Regions from separate parts of the Mus musculus genome. Here region 1 is linked to region 2. The links are chromatin contacts, called in public Micro-C maps. All regions are on one chromosome and are shown on one strand. The core of a region is the stretch at or near the end of the contact, and the rest is flanking DNA. Distances in the headings are between cores, read along the strand shown. Region 1 overlaps Gfod1 (glucose-fructose oxidoreductase domain containing 1). Region 2 holds the start of Tbc1d7 (TBC1 domain family, member 7).

Evidence for each region. Hi-C and Micro-C count contacts between places; a contact is called where the count stands out from the background.
Region 1: a contact with region 2 is called in a Micro-C map of embryonic stem cells, with 1.9 times the contacts expected there. The contact joins the enhancer-like site here to the promoter of Tbc1d7 in region 2. A contact is called at or near these places in 1 of 15 datasets of contacts at CTCF or cohesin (CD8 T cells), 33 of 484 Hi-C or Micro-C datasets (B cells, the C2C12 cell line, CD8 T cells and 11 more), 11 of 115 datasets of contacts at active chromatin or transcription factors (CD8 T cells, the HPC-7 cell line, effector CD8 T cells and 4 more) and 2 of 9 other capture datasets (adipose tissue and liver).

Annotation. Positions count from the first base shown.
Region 1 is chr13:43,213,853-43,219,139 of GRCm38.p6, forward strand. The region is part of intron 1 of Gfod1 (glucose-fructose oxidoreductase domain containing 1); the gene reads right to left. Among named protein-coding and RNA genes, the nearest start is that of Gm40929, 45 kb to the left of the region's middle. Within about 2 kb of position 1,364, at least 92 of the 459 cell types and tissues checked have an H3K27ac peak or open chromatin away from gene starts, as enhancers often do. A contact at or near this core is called in CD8 T cells, centroblasts, effector CD8 T cells and 4 more, where this site is marked.
Region 2 is chr13:43,169,298-43,174,336 of GRCm38.p6, forward strand. It overlaps Tbc1d7 (TBC1 domain family, member 7), which reads right to left and starts at 2,204. Exons shown (of 8, transcript NM_001252639.1): 1 at 2,012-2,204; 2 at 505-650. The coding sequence starts at 616. It overlaps Gm40929 (a long non-coding RNA gene), which reads left to right and starts at 2,525. Exons shown (of 4, transcript XR_873309.3): 1 at 2,525-2,545; 2 at 4,287-4,394.

The DNA of each region.
Region 1 (5,287 bases), core at 114-2,613, 44 kb after region 2:
ACTAAGCTGGCCTAGAACTCCAAAGATCTCCCTGCTTCTGCCTCTGGAGTGCTGGGAGTAAAGGCACACCCCACCATGCCTCGCCTGACATTTTAATACTTTTCCATCCCTATGATACCGTGAGCCCCTTAAAAAGAAGCAGGGATAGAGAAAGTGAATGGCCCCATCCCTGGGAACAGAGTCCCAACAGGGCTGTAGTAGTCTCTCTCCTGCTCTAGTCCTGCCTCCATGGAAGGACTCACTGGTATGAGGCTCTGCAGAGACACAGTCCTGGGAAAAGGCAGCCTGGGGATGCTGGAAAGCCAGTCTCTCATTGGACTTGCCAAGGGCTTAGGCAAAGCCTGTGGGAACATGGCTCCTGTCTTAGACCAACGATATTCCCAAAGATGTGCTGGATACAGACAGTTAGGTGAAGAAGCACTGGCTTGGTTCACTCTGATCCACAGTTGGGGAGGTGGGAAGGGTACCCTCCACTCACCTTCCTCTCACTAACCCCTCCTACCCCCATATTTCCTGATCACACCATTGAGAGACTGACCTGGACTTCCTCGGCTTGTGTGGGTTCACCAATTCTTTGATCTTTGAAAAATGACAAAATCACCAAACAATGCAATTATAGGAACTTATCCCCACCTGAGTGTCACAGGACTGTATTATAACATTTGGAGAGAAATGTAATATTCGATGTGTACTGGACTCCATGACAGTGACTGGCGTGAGAAGGCCACTGCTCCAGCACTGGCTAAACACCCAGCCATAGCAAAACATTCCCTAGAAGGGAGGTCGCTTTATACTGGCCAATACCAGTTAACCTCTACCATCATGCCCGAGTTTCACAGAGGCTCTAAGGTACTTCCTGGTAATTTATAATAAAAGGCAGAACTTGGCTCTGAGGAGACCTTAGAGATGAGTGTAGTTCCAGTGAGATGTAAAAAAAAGAAGAAAAACAATGGCTATCTACCTCTTAGGACCCCTGAGGTGGGAGTCTGATGGGGTTAATACCTTCCTGACCCCCACAATAAATAGTTTCCTGAACTCTCTGGTGCAAAGTAAAATAGTCAACCATGTTTTGTGCAGGTTTATGTACAAAAGAAGATGGAGAGTTTTGTTATAAATCATCTTAAACTCCTCTAGAATTTGTAAACTTCTTGGTCCACGTAGTTGAAGTTTGAATCTATCATTTTATAACTCCATGTTATTTCTCCCAGTCTCAAAAGGCAGACCCCCAGCTCCAGGAAGAAGGATCTCCTAGGATATGGAGGTCAGATTTGCTTAGAGGCAGCAGAGTTCAAATTCCATCCCTGGGGTATCTCAGGGCTGGAAGTCTCCGATAGGAACTGTGGTATTGGTCCGCCTTCTGCACCTGCTGACCAACCAGAAACTGCTACAGATAACCTGGTTGCTTAGCAACTGCTGCAACCCAATGCCCGGGGAGAGCCGAGAAGGTGAGTGTGTTGGATGCAAGGTTGACGGTCTAATGTCAGGCACGTGTTAATCTCAAGATAACACAGGCAAGAGAAATTCTACACAGGCACCTGCTCCCGTGTGCTCTCACCTTAACGAAAGGTAAAGAAGACCAGCAAGCTAACAGTGCCACTGGAAACTGCTTTGCCCCTCCCAGCAACTCCCGCCCCTCCCCCTGCTGCCGCCCTCTCCCCACCCCCCTTCAGTACATCCTCCAGGACTAGCCTTCACAGCTGGAAAGTGGTGGTGGCAGGCAACTTCCTTAAAGTCCACCGTATCTTCCTTCAACCCCTTGCAGCTGGGGTTAGGAAGTTAAGAACCTGAGGTCTACAGAAGACTCTTACCCCCCCCACCCTCCCCCCACCCCCGCACTTGAGCTTAGAGAAGAATTGTTCTGCTTCCCCACCCCACCCCCACACCGGTGGTTTTGTGAGAACTGCCCACATCATCCAACTAGTTCACTGAATAGCTGTGTGCTTGTTGCGTGAAGGCTAAACCCCACAAGTATTAAACACGGGACTGTAGGCGAGGTGTGCTGTCGGCAAAACAAAGCGAGACAAAGGTAACCCAATGCCCCTCCCACTCCACCCCCACTTCTAGAACCTAAATCCTAAAGAACAATGCGGATCAGGAGTTGAAGGTCATCCTCAGCTACAAGGGGAGTCCAAGGCCAGCCTGGGCTACATGAAACTGAGTCTCAGCCTCTCCCACCAAAATACAGCAAACAAAATCTTAAAGAACACAGGTCAAACACAGAAGCACTACCAGAGAAGAATAAAAGCAAACCATCTATAACTGCACCGCCATGCTTGCTCCTCCCTCGCTAGCAGCTTTCTGTTTCCATAACAAAGAGCTGAGGGGAGTGACTTATAAAGAGAAAGGTTTGCGTTGACTCTGTCTTGAAGGTTTCAGCTCACAATCAACTGCTCCCCTTCTCTGAGCCAGTGTGGCACATGGCAGCAGGAACAGGAGAGGTCAAGCTGCCAACCTCACAGCTGGGAACCAAAAGCATCAGGAAGGGGAAGGGTCTGGGGTCTATCCCACTATCCCCCTGAAGAATACACATCCCAGTGACTGGGCTCCATCCCATAAAGCCAAACCATACACACTGTCCAGCTCCGGGTACTGTGTTGTAGCAACGCAAAATGGACCAAGATAAGGCCTACGCTTTCAGAAGGAATTACCAAAATGGAATAAACAGGAAAAGGACATATCCATCAGGATGACAGGCATGGCCTTCAGCACAGTCCTCAACCAGGAAGCACTGGGTCTGCAGTGGAGAGCCAATAACCCCCTGATTAATTGTTACAGCCCTGCCGTAGAGACAAACGGAGGCAACGTTAAGGGCAGAAAGGCCCTCACTTTAGCAATCAGACCCTGACTACATGGAACCTGATCTCCATGACATATGATGTCTTATACAACTTTTGAACCTAATTCCTAAAGACTCACGGTCCTTACCCCAACTGACCAATCTTAGTAGACAACGGGACTGCAAAATTAAGTAGTTGACCAGGTAGTGAGATTCGAGCTTATCTATCCAGATATGGACCCTGCAGAATTGGCCCATGAGACATGATGAAATATTGTCTTTAACTGTGACAAAATTAGTCCTGTTCTTTCCCAGAGTCAGTCGATCATCCTCCCACCTCATCCCCCGTACCCCTACCGTCACCCCACCCCTACACCCCCACCCCTCCCACCACCCCATCTCTCTCAGACCATCTTCTATAGCTCTGTCTCCCTAAGCAGATAAATTTTCTCCAATTATCTCATTTTTCCCTTTCTGTAACATAACAAGAGATTGGTGGATCAGTCTGACATTCAGGTATTAGAGAAGCCGCTCTTGGCTCTGGGAAGGCAGATGAAGAAGCAAGCGGCTTCCGTTTCTGGTTTCCTCCTCAGTGACAAGCGTGGATAGTAGCATCCTGATTCACAAAGATAACTTAACCTAAGGCTGGTGACAAATGCCAGCCCCCTTTCCCTTGAGCTAAGGAGTTTGGAGTGCCGGGGTTGGAGACCTCGTGAACCTCCTTCGCCTTCCTTCCCACCAAAGAAACTTCCTCCACTTAAATGTCCTGTCCAAGTACAAACCGAAGGGAGGAGGAAATGGCTGTAGCTGCTATCCATTGAGCACTGTCTGCCAACCACTGCACCAAACGTTGCTTCTCTGATTGTCTCTGCGGTTAGGTTACTACCTCCATTTTTTATGGAGGAAAAAACTGAGTTCAGAGGTCATGCATTCCGCCTGTGTCACCTCACAGACCCAATACCAGCAGCCAGGTCAGAATCGGAACTTGGGCCTGAGCAATGGGGTGGAGGAGGGTAATTACATAGCAGCATCACCCTCAGGGATGGGGACCTGTTCCCAGGAGATGGTGCCAAAGATTGGGAGCAAAAGATACCTCACAGACAGGAGGGCTGGCACACTGAGAGACTTCACGAGCTACCTCAGAGTCCAAAGCCTTCCCATCTTCCCTTGGTCCCCCCACCCCCCAGGAATCTGCTTTCTTCCAGGTTCCTTGTCTGCCAAGCGACAGGAACCACCAAAAGAGGAAGCAATGGCCAGAGGCTTCTTACTCAAGGTGACCACAGAGGCCTGGACCCATCAGCAGACAGACAGAGAAGACCAACTTCTGCCACATACTATTCTTGTCTGGCTTTATAGAAAATTATTTGCAAATCGGTTTTTCTTCTGCAGGCCCAACACAGTCTCTCTCTCTCAGGTCGATAAATATTCTACAAGTCCACTGGGCTCCCCTAAATACCACTTACTAACGTGGTTGTCCTAAAGGTTGCTGACATTTTTCATTCTCTTCCCTCCCTGAAGAAAAGGGGTGTGTAGGTTTCCAAGTGACTTTGGGATAAAAATAATTAACATTCGCCACCGCTCCATGTACGTAACACATTCCTGTGTCTCCTGTCTTTTCTGACGGCTTATTATAACAACCCTTCACACAGGAGCCAACAGCTTCTTTTTTGTCCCTACAGTCTTGAGGTAGTTGCAGGTTTTAAAGTGTCAATATCGTAATCCCCAGAACCTGTGAATGTCCCCTTGTATGAGGGACAAAAGGGGACTTTACTGATGCTCCAGTAAGCCAAAGGTTACTGAGAAAGTGATGAGCTCAGATTAGCCAGCTGGCCCACTGTAATCACTGGTGTTTTCCCTAAGAAGCGGGTGAGAGAGTTCAGTATGTGTGAGCACAGGCTGCAGAGTAAGAGGCTGGATGAGCTCACACAGAGGTCACCAGCCAGGATGTATGGGCAGCTGCTAGAAGTTCCCAGAGAGAGCCCGGTTCTGTTAGTACGCTGGACTTAGACAGCTTACCTCTGGGACTGTTAGGGCACTTAGACTAGTGGATGAAAAGGGGAAGGAGCAGATCCATTGAGCATCTCCCTCAAAGGGACAAGGGACAACAGGCTTCAGGACCATGGCTCCTCCTTCTGAGGACAGTGGCTGCTGTGAGAAGCTACCCTGAACTTCCCAGGTGGCTTCTTGTCTCTTCTTTCACTTCCAGCCCTTGGCTATATCCTGAAAGGCTTGGGGGCCATAGCAAATCATAAAATGGAGAGACAGCTGTGGGGAGAGCCCGAGGCACTGGTACCAACTGGTGGGTAAACATCTGCCCCATCTGCTTCCTAGCTAGAAACCAAGCCAAACTAGGAGGGCAGAATGGGAACAGGAAACACATTTGGCCAAAGGCCAGCAAAGGCTCAGGACTCGTGAAATGGTAATGGTGACCTGCAGTAAGGGTGCAGCAGAAAGGACGCCTGTCCATCCGGCACTCTCCAGAGTGCCCTTTGACTTGAGGTTGGGGACAGA
Region 2 (5,039 bases), core at 954-3,453:
AATATAAATCTGTACTGAAGGATTATCTTCCACAAAAGAAAATCATAACCAGGGGTCTTGCACAGTTTACCTAGAAACCACGGTGCTATGTCTAGAAATTGAGATGAAATATATAAGCTTAATAAAAAAATAGAATCAATTTATTTTTAAATGAATTGAAGGTGCCTTATTATTTATCCCCTGGCTGCCCTAGAACTCTTCATTAAGACCAGGGTGCCCTTGGAGTCAAAGATCCCCCTGCCTCTGCTTCCACACTGCCAGGATAAATGTTTTCCACCACCACACTAAGCAATGTCTGCTTTTTACGAAGCTTTATAACAACCTTCTGCCTCTCAATGAATCTGAAAAATCTTCAATTTTCCTTAAACTACACCACTCTGATTACACACACACACACACACACACACACACACACACACCAAGTAATAAGTACTGCTTTGAGTCTTTTGCAGAAATATTTACCTGGTAACTTTGAACTAATGAACATATGCAGCTGAGACTCACCCAAACGGTCATCTTTCAGGAGGATTTCCAGTGATTTCTTTTCTTCGACACCACGAAACCCGACTTTCTCATAGTAGACTGATCGAAAGTTCCTCTGAGAGTCGTCAGTCATGTTTCATCCTTGGAGGGATTTTTTTTAGGTGAGCCTAAAACCAAAGAAAGAAGAATTGGGAAGGACATTAGGTGATTTTTCTCGGCCTTTTCAATAAGTCAAATATGATAAATTGCCTGGCCCTAAGCAAGGAGCATTAAATCTTTGGATCCACACAACCCTATCCCACCTTCCTAATGCAACTTGGCCAAAGATATAGATATGAAGATATAGGTCAGCTGCCCTCCAAGCTACTAAAATAGGTAGCACAGAGGGGGCCTCTAGGGTTCCTTCTTATAAGAACCCCTGGCACAATGAAATACCTTGTTCTCATGAATGAACAAAATACAAATGAACAAATAAGATGAATTAGAAAAGCTGGCAGGATATGTTATATAAATGGGGCTAACCAGTGGTGTGTACTAATTCTGCTTCCAGTTTTACAACTAAGGTCTCACTAAGTAGCCCAGGCTGGCCTCAAACTCTCTGCCTCCTAGGTGCGGGGGGTAAAAGGTGTGGACCACGGCTTCTGGTCCAAGATAGGTATGTTTTAAAATAAGAGGAGACATCCAAAATATTAACAAGTTATTCAGTTAGTAAAATTCTAGGTGACCTTAATTTCCTTTTTTGTTTGTTTGTTTGTTTTGGTTTGGTTTTTGTTTTGTTTTGCTTAGCTGTCCTCTCGAAAATAGGCATTTGGAGAAATTAGAAGGGGGTGGAGGGAAGCCCTAAGTCCTGCCCTTATTTTTCTTCCTATAAACACAATTCTACCAAGTTTTGTATTATCAAAATACAAAACTCCAACAGAGAAAAAGCATTAAAGTATAACCAGAAGACGGCTAAAAATCTGGCAAGAGCACTCAAATCATCTCAGAGAATACATAATTCTTTCAGAACAGTCTTTGTGATATTAATGGTAAACCAAAAGAAAAGATCAAACTAGGTTTAGTGACTAGGCACTAAAGATGCAAACATTCTTCCAAAGAATAAAGTCCTCAGCTACTAAAAGCCCCCGAGACGTCCCCAGATAACCAGGGGAGTTTGGACTTCTTGTTGGGAGTTAGATATCTGAACAGCTTCTGTTATGGGGAAGATTGCAATTCATTTTTGAAAAAAGCTATTTAGAATTTAGAATTGCCTTTAAAGAGTTCCACGGCCTCTTCATAGCTGTTAAAAAAAAAAAACCCAAAGATTAAAATGCAATCTGTAGTTTGAGGGCTCTTTTGGTTTTTGTATTTTTAAGCATTCGCTGCCCCTGTCGTCTATCGACAGCATTCCTGGGACTGCACTGTGATGGCACAGGAGTCGCCCTGAAAGATGCGCTGTCAAATCTTGCCCAGGTGACTCCACCTGCGGGAAAGGTGCCCACAACCCAGTGAAGCCCCAGGCCCCGCTCTCCCGGTATGCACGCTTCACCTCGAGTAGAGCAAACACACCCGGCTCAGACTCAGAGATCCGGGAGGCGGCGGAGAACCGGCCCGGCAACGCTGTGCTACCGGCAGGCAGACGGAACCATAAGCGTCAGGGCCGAGCGAGCGAGGGGAGCGATGCCATGAGACACCCGGCCCGGCCCTCTCCGCCTCTAACTCCCGCCGCCGGACGTGACGTCGCCCCGGATGCGCGTGCGCAGAGGACATCTGCTGGGAGTCCCACCCACACGTGGATGTTAACCGGGTGAAGCTGAAGCCCTGAGAGGTGGTAGCGGCCGAGTCTGTGCGCCCTTGAGTATCCACGTCTGTCCCTCTCACCTCGATCCCGAAACCCTGGTGATCGTCTCCCCTTCGTTCAGAGTGCTTGCTTAGGGCACTCTTCTGCCCCGTGGAAACCGGGATCCCTCAGGCGGTGTTTCTTCCACCTCGCCCGGTGGAAAATCGGAAACGAGCCTTTGCTAATCGATTGGGCTGCACTTCTTCTTCCAAACGTTCCAAGTGACCATGAGAAAGCAAATCAGTTAAGTCCTCAGCTATTAAAAACTGAGTGATGGGCAGGAGAGATAGCTCGACAATTAAGAGCACTTACGGCTTTTGTACAGAACCCGGGTTCAAATCCCAGCACTCACGTGGTGATTCACAACCATCAATAACTCCAGTTGCAGGAATTCCAAACTACCCCTTCTGATTTCTGCCAGTACGGGGCACGCGCATGGTGCTCATGCACGCAGACAAAACCTTTATACACAAATATTTAAAACTTAAAAACAAAAACTTATTGGTCCCCCAATGATCAAGGAGGGATAAGCAAAACCATTTGTTCATCGTTTACTGTGCAAAGGGGCAGTTGCTGCCATTTGCCTTTTGGCAGCTACTCAGACCTAGAATGCCAAGCGCGCAGTCAGTTAAGGCTGCTTGCTTGGGGAAGCTGCGAGCCGCTGGACAGAACTGGGGCATCCTGTGTGATTTGTCACGGAGAGCATGTTCTTTGTCCATCCCCAGGTGGCACTGAGTTGGAAGCAAGGACTGAATTAGGGAACTATTAGGAAGATATAGCTGTCTGGGACGGACTACTGATTCGTTTTTTGGATTGTTAGTGCCAATCTGGCTCACTCACATTGTAAGCCCTTCCTCCCGAGGTCTCTTCAAGTATTTTTATCACAGTAACAAGCCAAGGAGGTAACACGGCCGCAGTGAGGCGCTGTCCCCATGAGTGTTGGGAAATTACTGCAGAGAAAGCAGTACCTGGGCCGGAGAGTTAGGGATTTTTAAGGCTGTGAGTGAGTGCAGCTAGTGGTGAAGTCACATGCTGAGCTGGCTAATCTTACCTCAACCTGACACAAGCTAGAGTGACTGAAAGGAGGAAGCCTCAAATGAGAAGACACCTCCATGAGACCCAGCTTTTTCTTAATTAGTGATTGATGGAGGGTCCAGCCTATTGTGGTGGCCCCGGGTTCTGTAAGAAAGCAGGCTGAGCAAGTCATGGGGAGCAAGGCAGTAAGCAGCATCCCTCCATGGCCTCCGCACCAGCTCCTACCTCTGGGTTCCTACCCTATTTGAGTTCCTGTCCTGACTTCCTCCAGTGATGAACAGGTCTGTTGAAGTGTAAGCCTCATAAACCCTTTCCTCCCCAACTTGCTTTTTGGTCAGGCTGTTTCATCACCGCAATAGAAACCCTCAGATAGCATACAAAAGGGCCTGGGTCCACGCCAATTGCCACTTTTTAAAGTACTCACTAAATCATAATGGCAGGAAATGACAACCTGGACATGTGTGTATGAAATGGAAGTCATAGCATATTTGAGACTCCACTCCAGTCTGGGCATGTCATGGGGCACAAACAAAAGGAGAAAGTAAAACGGTTTGAGAATTGACTGTTAACATTCAGTTGTGGGAAGGCTGGGCTCTATGTGGTTGCATTTGCAAGCAGCACCCAGAAGCTGCTGCGGGTTGTATGTCCATGTCAAAGTGAAGGGCGGAGGTGTGAAGGTGCCTCGAAAATGAATTCTAGGATGCTTAATCAAATCTTAAGCAGAATGCACGTCAGGGATCCCCACCACAAACGTGGCATTTTACCAGCCCGGCAGCCCCAGGAACCCAGTACCCTGTAATTCTCAATAGAAACAGCAGAGGGCAGCAACAGCAGTGAGTTCAGATAGGCGGCACATTGTCCTGTAAAGGGGAAAACCAAACTGCCAAGGCAGGCTGGGGATTTTGTCTCCACCAACCCAGTAGGCCACAGGTCCGTCCTCACCTTGCAGGTAGAAGTTCCTGAACAAAGCATAAAAGGACCTCTGTTCACCAAGCAGAAAGGACACAGAATGTCCCCGAGAGGCTCATGTGTGTGGATGTTTACCCCACAGTTGGAGGTATGGTCTAGGGGAGGTTTCAGACCTGGAAAGGTGGAGCCTTTTGTGCAGAGGGGATTTTTGAGATTGGAGGTAGGGTAGAGATGGGTGTTTGATCTTCAACTGGAAACTGTAAGATACGGTTCGTGTTGATTAGCTGAAATACATTCTGAGGAATGATGCCTCAATAGACATTTTGAAGTTGGGAAAATATAGAGCATACTAAACAAAATAAGATAATTAAGATGTAACTGGGCCACATAATCTGTTTTTCTAAGCACCTTAACTCTGTAGACCAGGCTGGCCTCAAACTTGTGGTCTTTCTATCTCAGCCTTCCTCCAAGTGCCAGGATTATGAGCATGCGCCACCACACATATAATCTTACGGAACCATTGTCCTGTGTGCTCTCCTCGTGGACCTAGCAGGTAGTGCAAGGCTGTACTTACTGCTGATGACCCAGTTCAGTGGTATTTAAAGAATGGGCCGTGAACCAGTCTGTGGGGCAAGGATGGCCTTTTAGAGTAGGCATGGAGGTCTTTTATAGCAGTTTGACAATTATTTTATGTCTATTGACATATAGTAACCAAAATTGGGAGTTTATGTTTTGTGTGTCTATTATTTCAGTTTTCTAGTAGGTGATGGATCATCATTGGTCTCAGGATCAG